Linked DNA regions of Sus scrofa: all the other regions are linked to region 2. A link is a contact called in public Hi-C and HiChIP or PLAC-seq data. All regions are on one chromosome and are shown on one strand. The core of a region is the stretch at or near the end of the contact, and the rest is flanking DNA. Distances in the headings are between cores, read along the strand shown.

Region 1 (4,846 bases), core at 771-3,270, 86 kb before region 2:
AGCCTTGTGAGAGTCACTGGCAAAGACTTTAGTTTCTAATTTGTAAAATCAAAGTTACAATCCCTTTTTCCTCTCAGGGGTGTGATGGGTTAATCCAGGGATTGGCAAACTTTTTCTGTGAAAAAACAGGTAGTAAATATTTTCACCTTTGGGGGTAGTATGGTCTCTCTCATAGCCACTCAACATGTAGTTGTAGGGTGAAAGCAGTAACAGATGATAAGTAAATGAATGGCCATGCCATGTGCCAATAAAACTTTATTTACAAAACCAAGTTGTGGGACAGATTTGACCTGAGGGCTATGGTTTGTCAACCCTGGGGATAATGAATGCAAATTAGAGACGTGGCGCATAGTAAATGCTCAATAATATTTGATGAAAGAGTGAAATGAGTCTGAGTCTCACTTTCTTCGCCTCCTAAAAAGAAAGCATTGCAATTAGCTATTTGCTGAATGCATCCCTTGTTACTTGGGGTTTCAGGAAGCCAGAAATGGCCCTCACATCATTCCTCCTTATAAAACCCTATGAGATAGGTCTGTCTATGGTCCCATTTTACAGAAACTGAGGCTAAGTGACCAAGGCTGTGGAGCTGGGATATGACAAAGCTGGGATTTCTGAAACTGAGCCTGGGGCTCTTTATACTCTGAAATTTGGAGACTGAGACCAAGACCCTGGAGCTCACATTGGACCTGGAGCGGGGTCTGGCTCTAGATCCTCAGCTCAATCCTCCCCAAGCCAGGGGTTTGCCGCCTGCACCCCCTCCTGGACAGTGGGTCAAATATGCAAGAGACGAGAGAGAGAGGTGGGGGGGGCAGAGAGGCAGAGAGAGATAAGACAAAGAGACAGAAGGGCCCAGGGAGACAAAAGAGAAACAGACACGAAGAGAGATGGATCTGGAGAGGAATAACACATCTCCCATCCTCTCTCCCTCCCTGGGACTCCTTCCCAGCCCCAACATGCTCTCTATCACCACTGACTCCTTCCAGGGAAAAAATTATCCATCCCCCATGCAGTTCTGGGTTGGAATCTTGGCTCAGGAACTGACCACTGTGTGATATTAGACAAGGGCTCCCCTTCTCTGAGCCTCATTCTTCCCATCTGTGAAATGAAGATGATGCTGACTTAGGACAGCCTCGCTGGCTGCTGGATCAGATTAAGCAGGGTCACCTGGTACCAACAAGCACATAAGGACCCTAAGTGCCCCACTCCCTGGGCCAGGGACGGGGGCGGGGGTGAGGACACACTGTCTGACCTCAGGGTCTGTGTTCCCCAAGGGGGTCATTATTTATTTATTCATTCATTCTTTCAAAAAACATTTATTGAGCACCTACTGTTTGGCAGGTGCTGTGTAAGGTACAGGGCACACAGTCATGAAGAAGGCAAACAAAAGTCCCTGCCCCGGTACAGCTGATATTGTAAACGAGGAGGCAGACAGGCAACCAACAAGCAAATTAATACAAATGTACCAGGTGGTGAGGAGGGCAGGGGGAGAAATAACTTGGAGTACACAAGGAAAAAAATTCCCCCCACCAGCCCGGGGGGGGAGGTTACCTGTTGTGTTCTTCCTGAGTGCAAGGCACTTTCATTGATTTTGTCACACTGAGTATCCTCAGCAATCCCAGGAAATAGGTACTCTTATTGTCCCATTTTTCAGATAAGGAAATAGGCTCAGAGAGGTGACGCGACTTGCTCAAGGTCGCGCATCTGTAAAGGGGCAGCGCCAGAACTCTAATGGGCCCTGAAATCCTGGGGACAATCAGAGGGGTTTGATCCACCGTGGGATAAGCTAATGCCTCCCCTGCAAGATCCCATGGCAGGGTCTTGAACAGGGCCCAGTCAGACAGAGAATAAGACTTGCATCAGAGGCCTCAGCCACCAGAAGGTTAAAGACCCAGGAATTGGGTCCTTGGGGTTCCCTGGCGGGGCTCCAGCTCCAGCTCCCGCCACCACAAGGCCCCAGATAGGATGACAGCCACACCCAGGCTCAGCCTCTGGCCCGCGCCGCCTGCTGGGAACACAGAGTCCTTGGGACTAGGAGGCTCAAAATAGAAAGCTCAGAGCCTGGGCTGGAGCCTGGAATGCCTGGGCAGACAAGCCGGGACTCCTGGACCAGCCCAAGTACTGCCCGGCCTGGGGCTGGCAGGGCAGCAGAATCATCAGGATCCACCGCTAGGGTCTAGGTCCTGGTTGTTATTCTCCTGAAGCAGCTTCCAAGATGCCAGCTCCAGGATGTGCCTGGACTCCTCTCCTGGCTTAATCCCGGACTAGCCATGTGGACTTGGGTTGGTCACCTACCCCCAGGGACCTTAGTGTCCTTATCTGCCAACAACTCATAGAGTTGTTCATTCAGTCATTCAACAAATGTTGTTTTATTATTTTTTTAATTTTTTTTTTTTGCTTTTTAGGGCCACCCCTGCAGCATATGGAGGTTTCCAGCTAGGGGTTGAATCAGAGCTGTAGCTGCTGGCCCCATAGCCATGGCAAGACCAGATCCGAGCCACGTCTGTGATCTACACCACAGCTCACGGCAACAGTGGATCCTTAACCCACTGAGCAAGGCCAGGGATCAAACCTGTGTCCTCATGGATGCTAGTCAGGTTCACATCTGCTGAGCCACAATGGGGACTCTGTCATTCAACAAATGTTTATCAAAAAAAAAAAAAAAAATGGAGTTCCCGTGGTGGCTCAGTGGTTAACAAATCTGACTAGGAATCAGGAGGTTGCAGGTTTGATCCCTGGCCTCGCTCAGTGGGTTAAGGATCTGGCATTGCTGTGGCTGTGGTGTAGGCCAGGGGCTACAGCTCCAATTAGACCCCTACCTGGGAATCTTCATATGCCGCGGGTGCAGCCCTAGAAAAGACAAAAAAAAAAAAAAAGACAAAAAAAAAACAAAACCGTTTATCAAGCACCTATTATGTTCCAAGCACTGTGCTAGGCACTGGAGATATACCAGAGAACAAAACATAGAAAAATCCTTGTACTTATGGACAAGTAAAATCTACAGCATGTCAGAAGGTGATGAGCACCCCAGAGGAACATAAAGCATGGAAGAGGACATGGAATACTAGGTAGGAAGGGGAGAGACCCTGTGGACACTCGGGAGAAGAGTGTTCCAGACAGAGGGACAGCCAGTGCAAAGGTCCTGAGGCAGCATGAGCTTGGGTCATTTCAGAGACACAGGGAGACCAATATGACTGGAAGAGTGAATGAGGAGGAGGGGAAGGCGAGGAGGGCCCTCTGATACAGGGCCTTGTGAGCCAAGGGAAGGACTTAAGGTTGACTGGCAGAGCACTGGGGATCTGCTCAGCAGTGGAGCAAGCGGGCACATCCACAGTTTTACAGGAGCCCATGGCTGAGTATAGAGGCAATTTCTAGAGGGCTGGGCTGGAAGCTTCTGGGCCAGTGTGGATGAGAGGTGATGGGGGCAGAAAGAAGGACTTGGAGGCCAGTCTGGGCCACAGGAGGCCCAGCAGGAAGTTGGCAGACAGAAGGCCCAGCCTGGGACACCGACTGCTTTGTCCAGCCTGAAGCCTACGACCCCCACCCCCGTCTGTGCTGGCCTGTGGCAGCCTTAGGGCTGGGAAATGTGCCTGGAATGTCAGCCACGAGGCCTGGGCCGGACAGTGCCCGTGGGACCCGCCAGGAGGCCAGGCGAGTACCCTGGCCACAGCCCTGCCCACACATGGAATCTCTCAAGCCCACTGACCAGGGTGAGTGGTAATTACAGGCCCTGGAGCAGAGGGGGAAGGGACTGCAAACCAGAGCCTCCCCCACAGCCAACCCCACTCCTATTTACTGAGCACCTATTATGGGCCAAGTCCTTACACACACTATCCCATCCCATCGGCACCTCAATCCTTTGTTTCTGATACCTCCAAGTGACACATCTTGCAAGAAGGAAGCTGACTTGCTTACAGCCCCACAGCATAAGACAACACATGCAGAAACTGGGTTTTGCACCCAGGACCCCAAACTTGGCATGTCTTCTTTGTGGCTATACTGGCAACTCATTGCTCCAGAGACCAAGGTGAGTTAGGAGAAAGAACAGTAGACTGTGAGTCCCCTGGGGCTTTTCTGGAACTGAGCTGTCTCATCTGTCAAAGAACCATTCATTCATTCATTCATTTACAAGTGTTTATTGGGCACCTGCTCTGTACAGGCCATGGGCTGAAAGCTGAGTATAGCAATGAACAATACAGACATGACTCCCCCCAAATGATGGTGACATGCCAGTGGAAGAAGACAGACAAGAAATGGAATAAACAAGCTGGGTAGTCTTCCAGAATAAGCCCTAAGTCCTAGGGAGAAAATGAAACAGCATGAGGTGACAGAAATGAGGGGCTAGCCGGGGAGGGCCTCTCTAAGGGATGACTGTGAGAAGAGCCGCAGGGAGAGCTGAAGGAAGAGGGCTCTCTATTCCAGAGGGAAGAGCAAGTGCAAAGGCCCTGAGGCAGCACAATTAGGAGTTTTGTGTTAGTGTGTTTGTGGCACAGGGAGGTCAGTGTGGCTACAGCTGAGCAGAAAATGGGGGAGAGCGAGTGAGCCAGGGTAGAAGAGGGAGTGAGGTTAGAGAGGTCTTGGAAGTGGCAGTGGTGAGGGGTGATCCCCCAGAGCCTTGTGGCTGCTGTAAGAACTTTGGCATCTCCTCTGAGAGCAGTGGGAGCCATGGAGGGTTCTGAGCAGAGGAGGGATAGGCTCTGTCTTGAGTTCTAAGGGACTCTCTCTGCCTTAGGAGGCAAGAACAGAGGCAGGAAGTCCAACAAAGAGGTAACCGCAAAGGTCTCTCGGAAGAAGGTGGTGCTGGACCAGGGTGGGGTAGTGGAGGTGGCCCCCTGCAGATCTGACAGCT
Region 2 (4,668 bases), core at 501-3,000:
TACCAGAAAAGCAAATATAAAATCATAAATCCAAAATAAAAGGAAAAAAATCAAAAATCAACTACTGCCCCCAAAAGGCTTTTTAACCATTCTCAAAAAAAAAAAAGTTTATTAAAAGTGTTCTTAATGCTCGAACGGAAAAGATTCCCAAATATACAGATGCCTCTTTTCTCATAGAAATAGATTATTTTTTATAATACAAAAAAAGACCAAAAAAACAACAACAAAAACAAAAACAACAGCAACAGAAACAACCCCGTAGGAACATCTTTAAGCGATTACTCAGGGCCCGGCTGACAGTTACACGTGGGTTGCGTCAGTCCCGTGTACACACGCGTTCAGCCATGTTTAAACCGATTGCATCAACTTCGAAACCGGCCCGCCCGCCGGCGCCTGGAGAGGGGGCAGGAGGAGAGGCAGAGTTTATCATTCATCTGTACACATAGACATTTCTTCTTTAAATAACACCACGGGCGGGCGCCTCATCTGCATGTGCGGTTGGTTTGGACAAAAATATAGATATATATAATAAAATATTAAAATTACCGACGAGCTCCCCGCGCTGCCAAGTGCCCCAGTGCCAAAGTTTTGCCGGCGCCACTGGGGGCGGGGGCGGGAGCGCGGGCGCTTCCCGGAGTCACTGTGGCCGCGGCGCGCCCGGCAGCGCGGAGGCCGGCGGGCCGGCAGGGGGACGCGCGCGGGGGCCGCGCTAGCAGTGGCCGGAGGAGGCGAGCAGGGGCTCGGGCAGCTGCTTGAACAAGTTCCGCAGGGTGCTGAGCTCGCGCGACAGCTGCTCCACCTTCTTCTGGAGCCGCTCGTTCTCGGCCGTGAGCTCCAGGACCTTATGCTGCGTCTCCAGGTTGCGCATCTTGGCCTTGTCGCGGCTCTTGCGCACCGCGATGTTGTTGCGCTCACGCCGGATCTTGTACTCGTCGCTGTGCTTATCCACGGTCTTCTTGGTCTTACTCTTGACCTGCGAGGGCGCCGGCGCCGCCCCCGCGTAGCAGGCGGCTGGGGGCGCCTTGGCGTCGGCGGGGCTCGGCGTGCCGGGCGGGCTGGACGACGAGGATGTGGACAGGCTCCCGCTGCTGCCGCTCGGCACCGCCTGGTAGCCGAGGTAGGCGCGCAGCGCATACGGGAAGCCAGCCGCCATGCCTGCGGCGCCGCCGCCCGGCGCTCCGGCCTCCTCCTTCCGCTTGCAGTCCGCGGGCTCGAAGCCCGGCTCCGCCTTGAGCTCGGCCGGCTGCGGCGGCGGCGGCGGGGGCGGCGGGTGTAGGGGCGCGAAGCAGCCCGGGTGCAGCGCGTTCTTGGCGGCCCCCAGACGCCCCAGGCTCACGTAGCCGTATTCGGCCGCCTTCTTGCAGTTCTTGCCCCCGTAGTCGTCGGAGAAGAGATCGGAGAGGAAGTCGTGGTGCTGCCCGGAGGAGGCGGGCGCGGGGGCGGGCGCGGGCGGAGCCGCCTCGAAGGTGTCGGTGGCCGTGGCCGGCGCCGGGGCCTGCGGCGCGCCCAGCGGCTCCAGGTATGGGCTGAAGTCGATGGCGCGCTCGTGGTCACCGATGCTACCCAGCTCGCCGGCGGGGGGGCGCGGCCCGGGTCTGGCCGCGGGGGGCGCCGCGGGGGCCGCCTTGCCGCCGTACGCAGCAGCCAAGCAGTCCGCCTCGTAGTAGAAGTTGGCCACTTCCATGGATTTAAAGGCAGGCGGCGGCGGCAGGGGGAGACATGCTGGGTCCCAGGCCACCAGGCGTTGCATGAACGCGGGTGCCCGGGGAGGGGGCCTGGGGCTGCCCGCTCCGGCCGGCCCGCAGGTGGCGCGGCCTCCTGGCTCCGAACTGTCGCTGCTGTGTCGCTGCTGCTGCTGTTGCTTTTTCCGCTGGATTGGCCGCTATTAGTGCGGGGGCTGGTAGCTGGACCCTCGGGTGGGTCCCCTTCCCGGTCCCGTGCGCGGCTCTGACTCGCTAAAGTTTCTCCAGAGCCCGGTTATTTATAAGGCGGGCCATGGCAACGGCTGCGTCACGCCTGGCGGCCGCCCCAACCCCTCCCCGGGCACGCAGAGGACACGCTGTGGCCGCCCGAGACCCCCGGCAGGGCGGCGGTGGGGCACCGTGACCTGACTGAAGATCTGGAGCGCGCCCTTGGGGGGTCCTCCGGCTTCGGGGGCCGCCACACGCCCCCTGCCCACCCCCACCCTTCGGACTCAGGATTGGAAGCGAGAAGAGGCGCGAACCCGCCCCCGGACCGCCCCCTCTGGGCTGGAGGCTGTACTAGAAGGGAGGGGGGAATCCGGGGAGGGGGCGACGCCATCGCCTTCCCCCACCCTAAACGCGGCCGCGGCCCGCCCCCTGCTGGAGGAGGCCGTGGCTTCAAGATCAGCGGCTCTCAGCCCCAACTCCTTAAGGAGGGGACGCGCCCCAGGCGGGATCCTGGAGACCCCAAACCCCTGCTCTGGCTATTGGAGAGGTAGCCCATCTCCAAAGCCCTTCCAGGGCCCGGCCCCGCCCCTAAACTTGCCCTCGTCCCCAACTTTTGGAAGGAGAGGATTTCACGCCTATAGGGACTTCTCTCCTAAATGCGAAGACTTGTGGTTGGGGGCTTTGGGAGTGCAAGTCTGGAGCAAGCTCCACTGGAGCATCTGCCAGGGGCCCGACCTTGCCCCTCTCCTAGCCCTGCCCAGCACAGCCGCCCGCCCCCTCAGACCACACCCGGGTATTCTCCAGCCCCACCCCACTCCCACTTGGGCACCCAAAGTGTAGAAGGGGGTGTAGGTGCTAAGCTCTGACATTACTGTGTCACCTTGCGCAGGTCACTTAGCTAACCTTCAATCCTTGAAGGTCTCAAAACTTATTATTAGTTGTATTATTGTCTCCACCACAGACTCCCAAACATAAGGCTTTCTGCTCTAAGATGCACAGCAGAGAGAAGGGCCTCTCCCAGGGTGTAAAGAGGCCCAGAGGGGGCATAGCACACCCCAGGTCAGATGGCCTCATGTCCCCCACTATTCTCAAAGAAAAGCCCTGGTCCCTACACTCTCAGACCTATTTGCCACCAGAAGGCCAAAACACCTGTTTCTGAGGCTTGTGCGAAAGGAGTTCTGCCAGGCCCCAGTGGGGGCTATGCAGAGAGAAGGGACTCCCCTGTTTTTCCCAGGCACCTACTGTGTGATGTGGGCGGACCTGGCCCCAGAGTTTGCATTTTCACCCTGTGGAGACAATGCACTTACTCCCCTGGTTCAGAGATGGGGAAACAAGGTGACCCACCTGGATCTATCTGAAGGTAGGCCTGAGGCCCTCTCTGCTGAGTGGGCTCCAGCACCATTCCTAGGCCATTTGGGCAGCTCCTTGGGCCAACCCCTCTGCCACTCCTGGTCCAGACCGCCCAGGCAGGAGCTCCCAGCCTGCCTGGTCTGACCCCCAGCCCACTGACCCCAGCCCTGGCCCTGGCGGGCAGGCGGGCATTGCTCAACCTTCAGCGTTATCTGCTGAGCTGGAGTGACCTCCGCCCCAGAGAGCTGGAGAAATGACATCTCTGAGTGCCCTTGGGGGGTGGGGGGCAGGGAGGGACAGGATGAAACACTGGCCTAGCCTGCTGGGCCTTCCCAGCAGCCTCTGGGCCAGGGAGGGATCCAAGGCCCCAGGGCCACCCAGCCAAGCCTCCCAAGCTGCAAAATGGGACACTCAGGGCTGAGCTTGAGGGCCACTGCCTCCGAGAGGCCTCCCTGCCCCATCTACTGGTGAACTTCCTTCTCAGCCTTTTTCTCCAGCCACCATTCTCCTAGTTGTCTTGTCTATACCTCAGCCCCCCTCCAGACTCCAGTGCTACTGCATGAGCACTGACCCTCCTCCAGCATAGGTCGGGCATGCCTAAAATCTACCAGTGAGCGAATGCATTTGCTGTTACCTCTGGACCAAGAACACCGTTTCCCCAGCTCTGCCCAAGACAGCTCCTCAGCGCTCAGCCCAAAGGTTACCTCCTCCAAGAAGCCTTCCCTGACCTCCTTGTGGGAAGTCCTGGGCCCTCAATCACTCGTTTCACTCCCTCTGCTTCATGTCCTTTGCCATTATCATAGTTAACATTATCTCACCTACTCAGCGTGATTTCTGTCCCCATTGCCACTTCCCCTTTTCATCTCCACCAGGGCAAGGATTTTTGTTTGTTTTGTTCACTACTGTTCCCCCATCGCCTAGAACAGTGCCTTGCACACAGAGGTGCCCGATAAATGGAGGAGGCTGAGAAGAAGGTGAGGTCCTTCCCCGTTAACTGGACTATGTGACCTCAGATAAGATGGATGGATCCCCTCTCTGAGCCTCAGCACACACACACCCCCCCCCAGGGTTCTGGGGAGATGCACTGAGATCTAGGGAGTCTGCAGCTAACTGAAGGATTTGCTGTGTGTCCTCAGGCCCATATTTCACCCTCTCTGAACCACATTTTAAGCTCTTTCCATGAATTAACTTATTTAATCCTCCCAATAATTGGTAGGAAGCAGGTCCTGTTATAATCTGCACTTTACAAATGAGAAACCTGAGGCCCAGCAGAGCTAGCCAAGTGTGCCTGTTCAAGGTCACATTCAAGGGGTAGGAAGGATTAAAGGCTTTCCAGTCTGACTTTCCTCTTTAGGTTCCCCCCCTTCTTGGGACTGTAATAAATCATAATAGGTCTGACCATGTTAGC
Region 3 (4,390 bases), core at 1,651-4,150, 130 kb before region 2:
ATATTATGAAAATAAATCATTTGCCTACACTTACATTGCAAATATTTTTACCCAGGTTGTCATTTGTCTTTTAACTTGGGAGTGACCACATGTTGTTCCCCCAGGCTCACAATTTTCTGAGGCCAGGAAATTGGCATGGAGGGCAAGGGGGTGGGGATAAAGAGGAAAGGGGATCTTTCCAACCTCACCCCCATTTTGTTCCCAAAATGTGCCCTGAGGACATTTTGTAATATCTCTACCGGTCATCCTTTCATTTCCTTATTCTTGTCACCAATAGGAAATAGTATTAGAGCTGTAGCCAGACGACTACTTAACTTTTACTTTACAATTTTTTTTTTCAAGCCAGAATTTTACGGAACTTGGGGTGGAGAAGAGTAATTCCCAGGGCCCTTTGCACTTTCAGTGTCCCTGGTGGGGAGTCAGCCAGGCTGAGCACCTCTCTCCTCGTGGACATCATTCATTTATCGACTATGTGAATAAAGGAATTAGATCAATGCCAGGAACTTGCAAATTCCTTCAGAAGCTGCCATTAGCGGACAAAGGGGTAAATGATGTGTAGGGTGTGTGATAGCAAATGGTGTGGAGGTGAAAGAAGCAGTGGTTGAAAGTATCCTTGAAAATCCATTGTCATTCACAAAAGGCAAGAGACCGTGGGTTTGGTAACTACGAATACATTTAAAATGCACAAAGTCAGCCTTTGACAAACTACAGCCTTGGGCCAAATCCTGCCCTCCACCTGTTTTTGTAAATAAAGTTTTATTGGCACACAGCCACACCCATTAGTTTCATATTGTCTGTGGCTGTTTTCCAACTACCACAGCAGAACTGCGTAGTTGCAAAAGAGACCATATGGCCACACAGCCTAAAACATTCATTATCTGGTACCTTTACAGGAAAAGATTCCTGACCCCTGAACAAAGTAATTAAAAAGATATGTTATAATTTCACAGTATTTTTAGATATATAAAATTTTTAAATAAAAAAATTATTTTTAAAAATGTTTGGATAAACATGTATGGCTGGATCTTTTCTAAGTTAAATACATAGAAGGTATAATCCACTGCATAACATGGTTAAGAGTAGGACTTTGGGTCCAAATATATATATATTTTTTTATTCTGCTGCTTCCTAGCTGAATAATCTATGCAAATTACTCAGCCTCAATATTCTCATCTGTAAAATGGGAGTGATAATAGTTCTTACCTCAAGGGATTGTATGGGTATTTAGTGAGTAAGTACAGGTGAGGCAGATCCTTAGAACAGTGCCTTAGAACATAATGAGTGCTATGTAATTATTTGCTGTTGTTATTATCATCATTGCTGCACACAGACAGATTGATGCCCTGACTACGCTACTTCCCAGCTGTGTTGCCTTGAGCACATGGCTTCCCGCCCCAAAACTTCAGTCTCCTTATCCATAGATGGGATCATAATGGTTTCCATCACGTGGAGTTGCTGTTAAGGGCTGTGCTTAGCACAGCATCTGGCACACAGTAGGCATTCCACACATGGTAGATATTATTGCCACTGTTCTCATTATTCTGAGTTCCTTTCTGACCCCAAAGCCTCCGCACTGTCTGGAGCTTAGCCCTCCTCCTGCTGTGCAAGGCAGGTCATGGCTCTGGACCCACTGTGTACCAGCACTGACTGTTTCCACCCAGTGGTTGTTTATTTAACTGTCCTCTTAAGTAACTCTCCAGCCATCAAAGGACTGTTTACAAACCCCACAATTAGCCTTCCTGGAACAACAAATAAACAGAAACCTAATTAGGCATGTTTCTTGTGGCTCAAGGCACAGTGATCTGAAGGCTTGGACACAGCAGCCATCAGTTAAGTAAATATTTGTGAGATGTATGGATGAGTGGATGAATGGTTGGATAGATGGATAGAAGACTGTATGGGAGATGGATGGATAAGATAATGTTTAAGATGACAGATGAATGGAAGGACAGATAGAAAGAAGGCAGAAGGGGTAGAAAAATGGATAGAAGGATAGGTGGATGGAAGTGTGGAAGGTTGGCTGGAGGGTGGATGAAAGGGACGGAATAATGGAAGAATGGGTGGACAGATGACTGGATGGCGGATAAGTGAGTGGGTAGATGGTATATGGATAGGTGAGTGGAGGTTAGTGGCGAGATGGAGGGAGAGGGCAGTATGAACTGAAGTTCTGGCTCTTTCTGACATCCAGGCCCTGCCCTGTTCTTCACTGAGATGTTATGTCACCACTCACTAGAAGGGACTCTGGCCTTGTGATGTCGGAACGGTCCTGAGTTTGAATTCAGCTTCTGCCATATCCTAGCTCTGTGACCTTGAGCAAATCCTGTTATTCTCTGGACCATAGTCTCCTCCTCTAGACAATGGATGCCAGTAACTGGCCCCACTTCACCAGGTTGCTGGGCAGGTTAAGTGTCCAGGCCACGGTCCCTGTTTGGCACGTGTAAGTTCCCTTTCAGCTGCTGTGGGTGGATTGCCCAGAGAGTGCACTCTGAGGAGTCACCACAACAGAGGGACCGAAAACCAGCCTGTACCCTGATGAGAGGGGCTGGCTCCCACTGTGGGGAAAGGGTGCTAAGACAAAACCCAGAACTTAGGCTATCTCCCTCCCAGCTCCCTGGATTCTAGCTTCAGGGGTCTCCACTTGGCTCTCCAGGTCTGGGGGATGAAAATAGTGGGGTGACATCCAGACTCCCTAGAGTCAAAGCCCTGGTTGCCTTGGGCTAGGTACTAACTACTCTGTCTTGGAGAAATGAAAGTCGCTACCTCATAAGGTTATCGTGAGGGTTGAATGAATTAACACAATAAAGTGTTTAGTAAAGTGCCTGGCACATGGTAAGCATAGCTAGTTGCTGGTGTTATTATGTAATAGTTTCTTGTCATTACTATCATTGTTGTTATTGTCACCTCTCCCATGACCACTTTGCCCTTCTGGCCAAAGGAATCCTGACATTACCCAGAGGAAGGTGGTCTTCAGGCCTGACTCGAAGGAACAGAAGGCCTCAGGCAGAAGGGCACTGCCAGGAAAGGCACAGCTTGGGCAGAGAAGGGAAAGCTCCCTGGGAGCAAAGCTGGAGCGTCTTTGGCCAGAAGGAGGTGTGACTTCCAGTGGCAGAGGCTGGGTGGGGTGAGGTGAGTCAGTGTTTGGCCCAGCCAGGCCCTAGCAGCCCTGTTTCCCATCAAGGGGCCGGGCGGGGCCGCCATGGCTCCCTCTGGCCAGGGGTGAGGGTCTGAGTCAGCTCAAGTCAGGTAAGTGGAGGAGGACATGGGACTTTCCCACCTGTACCCTGGAAGCCCGTGTCAGCCAGGCCGGGCGCCTCCCATGGGGGCGTGGGCAGAGTCCTCTGCGCCAGGCACAGTTGAGTGCTGCCTGTCTCCACAGCTGACTCTGGCCCCCAAGTCCAGAAAGAGGCTTGGGAGCCACTCCTCTCCCAAGATGCAGAGCGGGACCCAGGACCCCCGCCAAGGGCCTTCCTTAAGGGAGGAAGAGAGCTTCGGAGCCCAGTGAGGCCTGGGAAGCCAGGGGAAACCTGAACAGGGGATATTTGGGCCAAGGCCTGAAGGAGGGGAGGAAACACGCAGTGGGTGATGTCTGGGGAAGAGTGTCCTCGGTAAAGGGAACAGCAGATGCAAAGGTCCAGAGGCGGAGACCTGAGCAACCAAGAGGAGACTTGTGGTTGCAGCCCAGAGGGGGACAGTGTGGGAGATGAGAGCGGAGAGGTGATAGCGGGGGTGGGGAGAGTGGGACGCAGATCATGCAGGACCTTGTGGGCCACGTGGAGAACTTCAGCTTTTTCTCTGAGTGAGGTGGGAGCCTTGGGCAGGCTCTGAGCGGGGACAGATCCGACTTAGGGTTCTAATGAGGTCCCTCTGGCTGCGTGCAGAGAATGACTGGGGGCGGGGGGGAGTATAGGACAGAAGCCAGGTGAACGGCAATGGTCCAGGTGAGTGATGAAAGAGGCTGGACAGGGTGCGGACAGTGAAGGTGGAGAGAAGAGGCATGATTTCAGGAATTCCCTTGAGCGAGAGTCAACACGTCCTTCTTGGGGACCCACTGCGTGAGCCCTGTGTGGGAAGTGTGGACAAAGCGATCGTGAAGGCTGAGCCTTTTTTACAGTCCAGGAAACGAGAGGCGAATAAATTAACATGGTGTTGATGAGTGCTCAAAGCCAGGTGTGCATCAAGGGCACCCACTCTGCCTTGTGAGATAAGAATGATCATGAAGCCCCATTTTACAGATGAGGAAACTGGGGCCCCTTTGGGGAGGTTAAGCAATGTGTCCAAAGTTAAGAGAGTCCCCTCCACCAAAAGTTTTGCCCCGGGGTCTGAAGAGCTGCAGGACTGGGCCCACCTGACCGCTCTGGTCACCCAGTGGGCCTATGTAATCAGGGAGGGC

What was found. Hi-C and Micro-C count contacts between places; a contact is called where the count stands out from the background. HiChIP or PLAC-seq counts read pairs in DNA pulled down with a chosen protein or histone mark.
Region 1: an H3K27ac HiChIP or PLAC-seq map of alveolar macrophages shows a contact between it and region 2, with 3 times the contacts expected there. The contact joins the enhancer-like site here to the promoter of CEBPB in region 2. A contact is called at or near these places in 3 of 5 promoter capture datasets (fetal skeletal muscle and liver), 12 of 47 Hi-C or Micro-C datasets (alveolar macrophages, blood, heart right ventricle and 5 more) and 2 of 2 datasets of contacts at active chromatin or transcription factors (alveolar macrophages and skeletal muscle).
Region 3: a Hi-C map of retroperitoneal adipose tissue shows a contact between it and region 2, with 1.7 times the contacts expected there. The contact joins the enhancer-like site here to the promoter of CEBPB in region 2. A contact is called at or near these places in 3 of 47 Hi-C or Micro-C datasets (embryonic fibroblasts, retroperitoneal adipose tissue and subcutaneous adipose tissue) and 2 of 2 datasets of contacts at active chromatin or transcription factors (alveolar macrophages and skeletal muscle).

Annotation. Positions count from the first base shown.
Region 1 is chr17:51,805,800-51,810,645 of Sscrofa11.1, reverse strand. All of the region lies in intron 1 of LOC110257431 (a long non-coding RNA gene), which reads right to left. Among named protein-coding and RNA genes, the nearest start is that of CEBPB, 86 kb to the right of the region's middle. Within about 2 kb of position 2,020, at least 13 of the 83 cell types and tissues checked have an H3K27ac peak or open chromatin away from gene starts, as enhancers often do. A contact at or near this core is called in alveolar macrophages, retroperitoneal adipose tissue and skeletal muscle, where this site is marked.
Region 2 is chr17:51,719,715-51,724,382 of Sscrofa11.1, reverse strand. It overlaps CEBPB (CCAAT/enhancer binding protein (C/EBP), beta), which reads right to left and starts at 1,750. Exons shown (of 1, transcript NM_001199889.1): 1 at 710-1,750. The coding sequence starts at 1,750. The coding sequence ends at 710.
Region 3 is chr17:51,846,226-51,850,615 of Sscrofa11.1, reverse strand. The region is part of intron 1 of LOC110257431 (a long non-coding RNA gene); the gene reads right to left. Among named protein-coding and RNA genes, the nearest start is that of CEBPB, 130 kb to the right of the region's middle. Within about 2 kb of position 2,900, at least 12 of the 83 cell types and tissues checked have an H3K27ac peak or open chromatin away from gene starts, as enhancers often do. A contact at or near this core is called in alveolar macrophages and retroperitoneal adipose tissue, where this site is marked.